Regions from separate parts of the Mus musculus genome. Here region 1 is linked to region 2. A link is a contact called in public Micro-C data. All regions are on one chromosome and are shown on one strand. Each heading gives the region's core, a stretch centred on a gene start, on an enhancer-like site or on the middle of the called end of the contact. The rest is flanking DNA. Distances are from core to core; before and after follow the strand shown. Region 1 overlaps Tmod1 (tropomodulin 1). Region 2 overlaps Shb (src homology 2 domain-containing transforming protein B).

Region 1 (5,694 bases), core at 3,091-5,590, 610 kb after region 2:
AAGAGACATCACGGGAGAATATCTATTTATGTATGTATGTGTGTGCATGCACATGTACATATACATCATATATATATATAAAACCATTCAAACACACCTGGTCACAAAACCACCTGTTGTTACCGTGAGACCACTCCCCAGAGGAATGGGACTGTAGCCTAGGGAGGGACAGGGTGAGAGTCCTTTCCTAGACATTCCCACCAAATTCTACCCGAGTCACCTCATATAAGGCTTGGAGCACACACAGCTGTGCCTGTAGAGTGACACGCCCACGCCTCTTATTTGTCCTCTCCACACTCATGAGATCTTCCTTCCCATCTTCCCAGGCAAGCCCGAGTGTAGTCTACTACTGCAGACTCTCTGCCACCACAGCTGAGCCCCTGATCCACGCACCCTGCACCCCAATCTCTCTGAGGTTCACTACAGGCTGTAGCTGTCACCCTACCTGCCTCTGCCCTCACTGTGCCCTGGCTCAGTAAGTGGGTGGTATGTGGGAATTACTGCAGACCAGTGGCATAGGAGAGGGGAGGGATGACAGAGGTGAGCTGGGAGTGGTATACTGTAGGGAGAAAGGCAGGTTGGCCCCAGAGACCCAGTGGGTTCTGTGTCTTCAGTAAAGGAGGAGGCAGTGGAGGAAATACTGTTTTCCGTTTGGGACCCATACCATCTGAGTTTCCATGGGCCACCCAGATGGAAGTAGCCATGCATGATAGCCTAGCTTTCTATAGGAGGTCTCACCTGGACATGGTCAGAGAGGCCAGGCCTCAGGAAGAACACAAGGCAAGCAGAGTCTGGGTTCAGGAATGGAGTGAGGCAGGCCTAGCATGGGGCCCATCAGCCAGTCACATGTGGGCAAAGGAACAAAGGACTGTGAGAAGCCAGGCAGACTGACTGTAAGAGAGCCAAGAAGGCAGAAAGGGTTTCAGGCTGCCCGAGACCGCAGAGCTGAAGCCCAGGCCAGACAAAGCTGCACCCAGTCTGCCAGCCTCTCGGGGTGCTATGCGTGGCTCTCGGTGGCATGGAGGTGGGAGGAGGGGCTTTCCTCTGTGAGCAGCGCTGCTGGGCAGTGATTTAAACTGTGGACGGGTGATCGTGGGTGGTGGCAGTGAAAGCCAGGTCACAGGGACCCGAGGAGAGATCAGACAGAGCAGGCAGGTAGCCTCTTAGTCCAGACAGCCCTTTCCTCAACAGAAAGAAACTGTGAAGGACAAAGGTGGCAGGATCCAGAGAATGGTTGTCACTCTTAAGCAGCAGTGAAGGGACAACTGGTCACAACAGGAACCCAGCCATGCCTCTCAGAAGCCAGGTTTGCCTCACAAGGCTCAGTGGGTCATGGAAGATGCCAACAGAGCCATACCAGATCCTTCAGTGTGCCTGTTATACTTCAACCACCTACCTTCCCCATCATGTCCCTTGACTTCTGGTTAATCTGTGCAACTGAGAGAGTAGATACCTTGCCCTGCCAGTCTCTATTTACTCTCCAGGAGCTGTATTTATCTGGGGCCTCCTCCGAGTCCCTGCATAACAACATTATCCTCATTAGGGCATGCGGGATTAGTAAATGACCACTGTCAGAGCAGGCTCCTGCCCCAGCATGAGCCACAGCAGAGCAGCCCTCAGCTGAGCTGAGCGTCTGCAGCCACTCTTGAAAACATTTTCCTTGTTGTTCTTGGCAGACTGTTAGGATCTGTCTAAGATCCCAGGCCCCTGCGATGGCGGGGAAGGATCGGGAGGCTGTGTGTCCACCCGAGTTAACTGACTGTCCTTCAGTGCCTATCATTCCGCTTCAGCCATTACAAGGTGGCAGTGGAACATTTGCTAAGTGACAAATGTGTCCCAGGTGCTGTGTAAGCAGCTCTCTACCATAGCACTGGATTTGTTGACCGTGACAAATCCTATGAAGTAAATTCTATTATTGTCCCCATTTTACACCAAGACACCAGCTGTCCCTAGTGCTGGGAGAGAGTCAAGGGGCTGAGATGATGCCAGGCTTTTGGCCTTGGGTAAAAAAGCAGAACCAGGCAGTTGGAAGCAAGCTGTCCTGGATCGACAGAGGCATTGGTGTGGTCAGCCCACCAGAAGGCGACAGTTTGCCCAGGAAGGGATAGATAGACTCTAAAGCCCAGAGAGAGAGGTGAGGGGTCTGCAGGCTGCCTCTGGTCTCCATGTTCTCTCCATAAGATGTTTCCACGAACCAAGTCTTCACTAGGTCCCTCACATACGGTCCCAGTTACCCAGCTTTCCTACCCACTGTGTACCCAGCTGTGGACTTGGTGCTCATGAAAACAAAATTAAGGTGCTGAGGAAACCACTCTGTCCTCACGGAGCAGCGCTACACAGGCCAGTGAGACATGGAATGAGTGAGTAAGAGTGCCACTGTGAGTGGGACAGGAAGAGGGCAAGAGAGGCGCTTGGATTAAATGATAGGGTCACAGGAAATAGACATGGAAGACAAAGTCAAACAAGTGAGGGTGATCTAGGGACAGCATGTTAGGGGAGAGGAAGCTTCAGGTGGGACATTCCGGCACAGTGAGAGCTTCCATCCAGGTCAGGAAGGTGCTTACATAGGAGCCTCAGTACCTGGAGATGTCAGGAGCCTGTCGGAAGCCACAGAACATGCGATGCACTGACCAAGAGGTCACACAAGAGAGGTACATGGTTGACAGTCCACGCACTAACTCATTGAGTTGATATACATTATGGAACACCCATCTGCTAGGACTAATGGATTCCATTCTCTGCCTTTAGGGGCCCAAGAGTAGGACAGGTCAGAAATATGTGACTTCTGAAATGTGAGTTCTGCAATGCAGAGCAGACTCTGGCAATGCAAAGGTCTTGACCTGTGGCCTATGTATGACTTTAGCTTACCGGACGTTGGGAGCCAGCTTCAAACTCTTGAGATTAGCAACGTCTCCTAGACTCACTCAAGGATTTTGTCCCAGCTGGGTTTTAGAGACCCTTGCATTAGGACAGGAATGAGGGAAGGAGACCCACCCTTCCCACCCTTTGCAGGGAGCACCCACCTCCCAAAGACAATGGGCCAGGCCTTAATGGGCTGCCCTCAGGTCGTTGGTGGCTTCCATGTCTCTAAGCACCCATGCTCTGATTCTGAGACTGTCAAGGAATGTGCCTCGCCTTGGAACAGTTTGCCAGCTCCCGGGTTCCGGGCCAGAGCCAGCTTCAGTGCCAGTACCTAGGATGTGAGAACACAGCTCTCAGCCCCCACTCCACCCAGGGTGGCGCGAGCCCCCAACAGCTGGAGAAGCCGAGGGTGTGTACACTGATCACACTGCATTCTGAGTGGACTCACAAACGGAAGGAGCCCTGCCAAGACAGAGAGAGGAAACTGAACTCAATGTTCTTTTTTAAGAGTTCAAAAATAGTCCTTTTCGAGTTTTGAGGAAGATCTACAAAAAAAAAAAAAAGGGGGGGGGGCGGAAAGGAGAAAAAAAAGTCAAGTTCCTTGGTGCTAACAATCGGCTGAGACCTACAAAGAAGGAAGCAACAGAAGACATCAGGGTTTCCTTTGCATCGAACGCTCCTGGGGGCACAAAAACAAGCCAGAGAGAAAGCCACGCTGTGTTCCTAGGGCCACTAGGCTAGTAATGACGATTTTGAGCCAGGCTCTCCCCGCCCCCACTTTTCCTTCCTTTCAGGAACCCAAATTTCCTATGATCTGCCAAGTGGTGCCCTTCCTTCTTCAGCCCGCTATCAGCACGTAAAAACCATCTCTCCAAATATGCTCTTAGTCCCAGAATTCTCCAGGTGAGGGGCTCTTTTAGACATTAGAGCTCTTGGTGGTCCAGTAGACACAGTACTTTTTGCCTTCTATACTAGGAGCATCTCTGCGGAGTCACCTATCAAACCATGTCCCCGGTAGGTGTGGGAGGGTGGTTGACAGTCCCCAGAATGCTTATTCTAGAACTCAGAAGAAGGCTAAAAATGTAAGAATCGCTGAGCCACTGCCAAGTCCCTCGGGAAGGTGAGAGTTAGGCGTTCAAGCACACACTGTTTTGTGGATTCGAAACCCAGGGATCCCAAAGAGGAAATGACCTCTACAAGGTCACCAAAAAAAGTAGTAACAACCCACGCCTCTTTGCTCCTAGTCCCCTCACACACTTCTGTGCCTCTGTCTAATCCCTTCACAGGATGCTGGAGCCCAAGCACCAACTATATTTTGCACTCTTATTTATTTATTCCCTGACCTCTCTGTGTGTGCTCTCAGTCAAAAACAGACATAAAAAAAAAAGTAGTATATTTCATATGATCCCAACCTAGGCAAACCTGAGCTCTGCTGTGGGGGTGGGGTAGGCAGGAGCACCTCCCTGGAAGATTGCCTTGAGGAGGAGCTATGACTCACCTGCTGACTCAGCCCCCGCTGCTCCCTCAGCCCACAGGGACAAAGCCTAAATTAAAACCTCGAGAGCTGGAAAGGCAACAGCTGCCTCTCTCTCTCTCTCTCTCTCTCTCTCTCTCTCTCTCTCTCTCTCTCTCTCTCTCTCTCTCCCCAGCCCTCCACGGTGATGAGCCGGCGAGGCTAATTTTAGCTGAGAAGATTCCTAGGGGAGAGAAGCAGAAGGGACTTTGAGATCATCTCGTCTTCTGGTTCTCAGTTTCCATTGGGGCACCAAAATCACCTCAAGGAACCAGGCATAGTTGGGCATGGCTGTAATCCCAACACTTGAGAGGTTGAGGCAGGAGAATCGTGAGTTCAAAGTCAGCCTGGGCTATATAGCAACACACAGAGAGAGAGAGAGAGAGAGAGAGAGAGAGAGAGAGAGAGAGAGAGAGAGAGAGAGAGAGAGGAGGAGAGAAGAGAGAAGAAAAAAGCAATCCAAAGAAGTTGTAACCCTCAGTCCGTAACAGTGACACTGTTTTAGAGCCCTCCAGATGGTCTGCATATGTAGCTGTGATTGGGGTCTTAAATCACGCTGGCTGGACACAGGAGGTCAGACAGAGGATGGCACAGAGGAGGACATAGTGAGGACCAGAACTTGAACTCCTATGTCTTCTTTAATGCCTGTCCTATTATCCCTCTACCTAAAAAACTTATCTACTGAAATGGAAATTAGAAAGCAAATCACCAACTATTTACCAAATGCCTACTATAGTCCAGGGGAGATTGAAGAGTAGTAATATCCCCCCCTGACCTCTGGAAGCCCACAGCCCAGCAGAGAAAGCATAAAAAAAAAGGTGTCCTGGCACCACCTTCGTACTGAGGTTCACTGTGGCATAGAAAGAATACTGGGAGCTGGGCGTGGTGGTGCACGCCTTTAATCCCGGCACTCGGGAGGCAGAGGCAGGCGGATTTCTAAATTCGAGGCCAGCCTGGTCTACAGAGTGAGTTCCAGGACAGCCAGGGCAATCCAGAGAAACCCTGTCTTGAAAAAAACAACAACAAAAACAAACAAACAAACAAAAAGAATACTGGGTACTGAGAGAAAGGGGGAGGAATCTAAGAAGGCTCCCTAGAGGAGAAAGAGTTGCATCAAATCTTGACGTTGTAGAGATAGGATGGTTAAACAAAATATAGATTATCCAGTTGAGTTTGAGTTTTAAATAAACAGGCTTTGTAATGTCAGCTCTTTAGGAGGCTGAGCCAGGAACATCAAAGTTCAAAGGCAGCCTTGGCTACATAAAGGCAGCCTGGGCAATAGAGTGAGATCTTATCTGAAAATAAAATGTAAAAAGAGG
Region 2 (5,498 bases), core at 583-3,082:
CAATGCACACATGCACACACAGGCTCACACTCTCTAGGCCCTCCAGCAGCCACTGTATGCATTTCTAATCAGGTATGTACATCAGTGTGAGTGTTACAGACCACCCCCGGAGACAGGGTGAGGGACGGTGAAGGGACTGAGGTAGAAGCCCGAGGAGTATGCGCGACACAGTGCTCAAGATTTTCTGAAGCCACTGCCTCGTCCGTCGGGTAACCTAGTGAATAAGAAGGGTGGGGTGGGGAGAGATGCCTATTTGAGAGTGTGTGTGTATGTGTGTGTGTGTGATCACGCACGCTAAATCAAAAGAAAAGGAAAGTCAGGAAGAAAAACAAGCTATGCTAAAAATAAGGCAACACCAACACCATTGCCAGACAGAAAACATACGCTCAGCTTGAGGAGGGGGCGGATTGGGATAGAACACAGAATAGGAAGTTCCCACCTAAAAATAACTGGGTGGCTGGATGTGGACTCAACTTTGAGAAACAAGGCATTTGAGCTGTGAGCCTGAGGTGGAAGTCATGCTAGCAAAAGGGAGCACAGTACTCAGCTTCCTGATGACAGAGGACTGGGGTCAACTCTCAGTTCAGACCCCTAAACTTACAGGAACCTCACAGCATGAAGGCCTGTCTGAGGCTGAGAACTAGTGGGTGGAGGATGGGCTGAAGGACGAAGCTGGAGGGCAGGAGCCTGGCCAGCTCTACAGCAGACTGCACACAGCCCCGTCCCCTCTGGCAACTTCCTTATCTTCAGAGTGACCAAACTTAGGCCTGCTAGCCTTGTGGCTCACTCGGACACTGAATGATCCTCTTATAAACTGTTCTCTTTATGTCTGTGTTTACATGTGACTGCAGCAACACGACAACACAAGCAAGCAGAAGGCACACTGGGCACGTGGAGTGACCTCTTGGCCAGTTCACTTCTAGCTGGTGACCTTGGCAAGCCCTCTAACCTTTCTGGGCTTCCTGTAGCTTACAAGTGGATGACATCAGCAGGCCTCAGTGAGTAAGAAATAAGGTGCAAGAGGCACGGAGGCATTAGTCTCTTCTGCCCCTGCGTCCTGATTGGGTATGCACTGCTGTGGGGATCTAACCCAAGGAAGGCCTGTGTTTGCTAAGCAAGCACTCTGCTCCACCTCACCCAGCCTCCAACCTTGCATGACAGAGCAGATTCAAGTACAAATCAAACAACTACGTTTTTTCAGTGATGGACTATGGAGGCATACATATCCGTGGGTACGCTCTGGATCTGGATTCAACCCCTGGCTCTGCAATCTACCAGCTCCTGACTCGAGGGGCCTGCCCCAGCGGAGTCCTGTAGGCTCAGTTGTGGAGTGGGGAGAAAATTAATATCGACTTCATGGGGCTGTTATAAAATAAAACCAGACAAAGGATATAAAAGAGGCTTGTAAACCGTAAAGCCCCGTGCAGATGTTCCACATTAGGGAGGGATGGACACACACGGGCAGAGTCCCACAGCCTTGTTCCTAACTGACAGCTGGTACACATGACTCACACAGTCCTTTGGCTTGGTCCACATGAGAATGCATGCTATTTTATATTGGACAGAGCTTTTTTGATAAAGTCAACTTCAACCCCACAACTCGCTTTATTCCATATCTGCCTCCCCCCAAAAGGCAATTCTGTTTTGGGAAGACACAATCTGGTTCCCCAGGTTCAAAAGTTTGACAGTTCTGCCCCAAAGCAGCCCCAAAGCGAGCCCAGGAGAAAGGAGCACCTCGGCATTGCCTCTCAAACCCGCTGTCTAGAGCCAAGCCTCCCTCCCTCAGTGCTTCGTTAAGTACATCATCTGCTGGCGCTTGGCATGGTTCCCTGAGCTGGGAACTACAACCACTGATGTGCTATGACAGCTGAGTGCTGCTGCCAGACCAGCTTCCTCACCCGGCCCTGGGGGAGGATGGGGCTGGCCGGAGCCCGAGGGAAGGGCGGCAGCTGTCACGGTACAGCTGCCACCTCAGGCTCACTTCAGATTTCACTCACGTCCCCCTGACAAGGAGGCACCATGACCACAGGCCACATGACCAAAGACTCTGGCTTATCTTCCTCCTGATGCAGAGACAAAGAGGTGAGGGAAACCGCCCCCACCCCTACCCCCACCTCTGTCACCAACAACTTTTAAATTCCTGGGTGCAGAGTGCCTTTTCTCATGGATGTCTACTGCCACCAGACCGAACAGCTCAACCATCTGCCCCCTGCCCCTGACTAAGCAGCACCTCTGCTTTTCCAGAGCTCACCTCCAGCCCTGTCAGAGCTGGCTAGGCACCTGCTAGACATCCTGTGCCAAGCTTTGAGGACTGACAGAGCCTCCGAGATCTTTCTGGGGAGTCTCCTACTACCCTTCCTCCACTGGGGTAGGCTCTTGCCTAGTCTGCTTTTATCACAGACAATGTCAAATACATTAATAAAAGAAAGCATCACATGAGCAGCCGGGACGCCAAGAAAAAGGGGGGAAGGCATTTAGAAACTTCACAAACCCCTGCGAGGGGCTCACATTACAGGCTGACTGAACTGGCCAGTGCTGTGCCAATCCTACACACCCCACAGGGGTCACTGCCACCAGGGGTCCTTGAGTGTGCTCCACTCTACCTTCCAGAAGAACAGAGTGGGACAGATCATTCCAAGACCCAAATCTTCATCTCAGACAGATGCCTTTCAACATTCAGTTGGTTCCCATCCAACAGTTCCACCTAATAGGTCAAACCACTCTGGTTCCAGGGGGCTTTAATTTGCAACCAATTCCTCTTCCAGGTTCAGCAGGAAGTGCCTGCTGTTTAAAACACCCTACCCTCCTGCTGCTTGGAGACCCTAGACAAGTCAGACAACCTCAAATGGTAGCTTTGAAAAGTGTCCAAGCTGCCATGTTGTGTGCCCTACGCTAGTTAGGGGACACAGGTGGGAGCAAGGCGGGCAGCCACCTGCTGCAGCTGAGGTCTACCTGTCCACGGGGCTTGAGTGAACTTTTGAGCTCCCAGGGGACTGAGCTTCCCTTGACACCCCAAGTGAAACCTTCTGCATTTTGTAGGCTCAGCTGGGCTCCTGCTGAAGCCTGTTCATGGGGGAAACTCAGTTCCTGTGGATACTGGTCTTGAAGCTTGCCCGATTCATACATAGAGGGTCCCACTTTCCAAGCCTCAAAGCACGCAGAATCCATGATCAGACTACATGGGCCTATGTAACTGGAGGGCAGTACTTACATAAAGTGGCAGCTGGCTGAAAATAAACGTTAAGTCAGTAACCCTTGTATGTGGATCTAAAGCCCTTATCTCCAGGCCACGGGCTGGCTTCCCCAGCCCTTGAACACTGGACAGGCTCAGAGTGACAACCTCAGGGTGGTCACTGATGGACTGGCTCTAAGTCACGGTCAGCATCTGCTCCCACCCACCACCATGACCTTGCCTCTCAGCTCTTCTTTTCAACACGGCAAGCTTCCAAGTCTAGCTTGGACTTCACCTCCTGCAGGCGTCATCCCTGACCCTCTTGGGGAGCTACTGACCCTGTGGTTCCAGAACTAGCACTGAGCACTGCTCCATTCTGGTATCACTTGCTCATCCAAGTTTCTAGGATGTTTGAGGTGCTGGCTTTAAAAACTGCCACATGACTAGCTGTGGATGCAACTTCCAGGCCTGGCCTAGTGTTCTGGGCAGAGGAGGCTCCATGACGATCAAGCTATGTGGCCCGGCGCCCACCTGCTATCAGCAGGATTCCACTGAGCTTAATCACACAATCCAGGAAAAAGACTGGCTGGATGAGTTTGGGGGTGGAGTGCAGAAAGGTGAAGGTTCAGCAATTTCAGACTACCTAAGAGTAAAGCTCTCTCGTAAGAGATTAGAAAGTCCTGGTCACTGGGCATGCTGGGAGCTGCATGTCCTCATAAACCTGTGGCTATGGCCACACAGGCTCCTGGGGTGGGTGGCTTACTCCACCTTTGGCTACGGCCAGACTGTGGTCACTCCTATACATCTATTGTTCTTCTTAATACAACTTCCCATATCCAGATGACTTCTAAGACCCAGCTCTGATATCAGTTCAGTGCCTATGAAGGCACCGATAAGTCCTTAGGGACAACATGATATCCACTCCTCTGTTACCCAAAAGACCCCTTCCCTTTGACCTGCTCACCTTCTGGGGTTTAACACAAATTCTGACCACTCAAAAGTCTTTCACGTTCCCTATTTCCTGGAATGTTGGTGACCATACAACATCCTTGCTGACCTCCATGTCCAGGAAACCAAGCCACGCTTGCCCACCTCCTCCTTATACAGTGGCCTGAGTCTGATATAGACCAGTCCCTGGTTGCCTAGGACCAAATGCAATATGACTGCTGAATGAGTAACACCCAGTTTTAAGAGCTGCCAACTCCACTCCAAATCCTCTCTGTGGCTTTTAACTGAACAGTCCAGCTCCACTCTGTGGCCCCCTGCAGTCCACCCCTCTACCCTAAGGGCAGGCAGCAGGCAGCCAGGCAATCAGACAGCAGCGCCCTACAGCCAGACAAAAGTAAGGTGGTGGGGGGAACAATATACCTTGGGGTCTGAGTCCCACAGAGGAATCCTTCTAGAGGAGAGGCTTCGGAACAGGATGGAGACAGAGAGGAGCCAGGCTCATGGCACCACTGGGAACAATGAAGCAGGTGACGGCCGGGTGACTTCTCTGTTGTAGTGGAGCTGCTTGGCCTATGAAGCGGTTGTCTGCTTATGTGCCCTCATAACAGGGAACACAGCGGAGATCAGAGCTTTCACTCTTATAATTTCAAGGGAATGGGAGCAATAGTGACCACCAGCAGCAAGGTAGCTCTGTGAGAGAGGTGATGGGAAGGAACCAGGGGCCCTGATGGCCAGACCATGATTCTGCTAGCCTGAGGTTTCTCACCACAGCCTGCTCCGCCACTGTAAACTCCCCAGAACCACAGATGCCTCGAGACTCAGGACATCCCTCAGAGCCAGAGGAATGGTCTCAGCACAGCCTGTTTTCAACACGGACGAGCATATGCCTGGGCCGTCCCCAAACAGTTTGGGGATGCTGAATTTTTCAGGACAGAGAAAGAGATCACACAGGTCAACCAGTTACTCTGTTAATAGCAGTGCAATAGATTTCAATAGCGGGGTCTGGACTGCGGAGACAAAAGACCCACATTCACCTTGAATCGGTGAGTGCTAGACCCTGTGCTGTACTGCTGCAGGAGCCCTGGATGGGAGGGTGACTGGAGGAAGACCTGAAGTCTGGGGATCCACGGGACACAGCAACGGCTTCGGCTTTGTACCGAGTGAGTAACATGATCAGATCAGTCAGACCTGGGAAACTAACTCATTAGAGGACATTGAAAAGAACCTAGAAGCCCAAGCTAGCAATGTGAGTCCAGCCCTCACTGCCTCCTTCCCAAAATCTCTCCTGACGACAGGGGTGGGAGACAGCACAGGGCAGCCAAACTCCAGCGCCTTCACCCTTCACCTCCTCAGATGCTGTGTGTGCAGGCATGGTCAA

The links. Hi-C and Micro-C count contacts between places; a contact is called where the count stands out from the background.
Region 1: a Micro-C map of muscle stem cells shows a contact between it and region 2, with 3 times the contacts expected there. The contact joins two enhancer-like sites.

The regions. Positions count from the first base shown.
Region 1 is chr4:46,083,666-46,089,359 of GRCm38.p6, forward strand. All of the region lies in intron 4 of Tmod1 (tropomodulin 1), which reads left to right. Among named protein-coding and RNA genes, the nearest start is that of Gm52729, 9.5 kb to the left of the region's middle. Within about 2 kb of position 4,341, at least 80 of the 459 cell types and tissues checked have an H3K27ac peak or open chromatin away from gene starts, as enhancers often do. A contact at or near this core is called in muscle stem cells, where this site is marked.
Region 2 is chr4:45,471,414-45,476,911 of GRCm38.p6, forward strand. The region is part of intron 2 of Shb (src homology 2 domain-containing transforming protein B); the gene reads right to left. Among named protein-coding and RNA genes, the nearest start is that of Shb, 57 kb to the right of the region's middle. Within about 2 kb of position 1,833, at least 187 of the 459 cell types and tissues checked have an H3K27ac peak or open chromatin away from gene starts, as enhancers often do. A contact at or near this core is called in muscle stem cells, where this site is marked.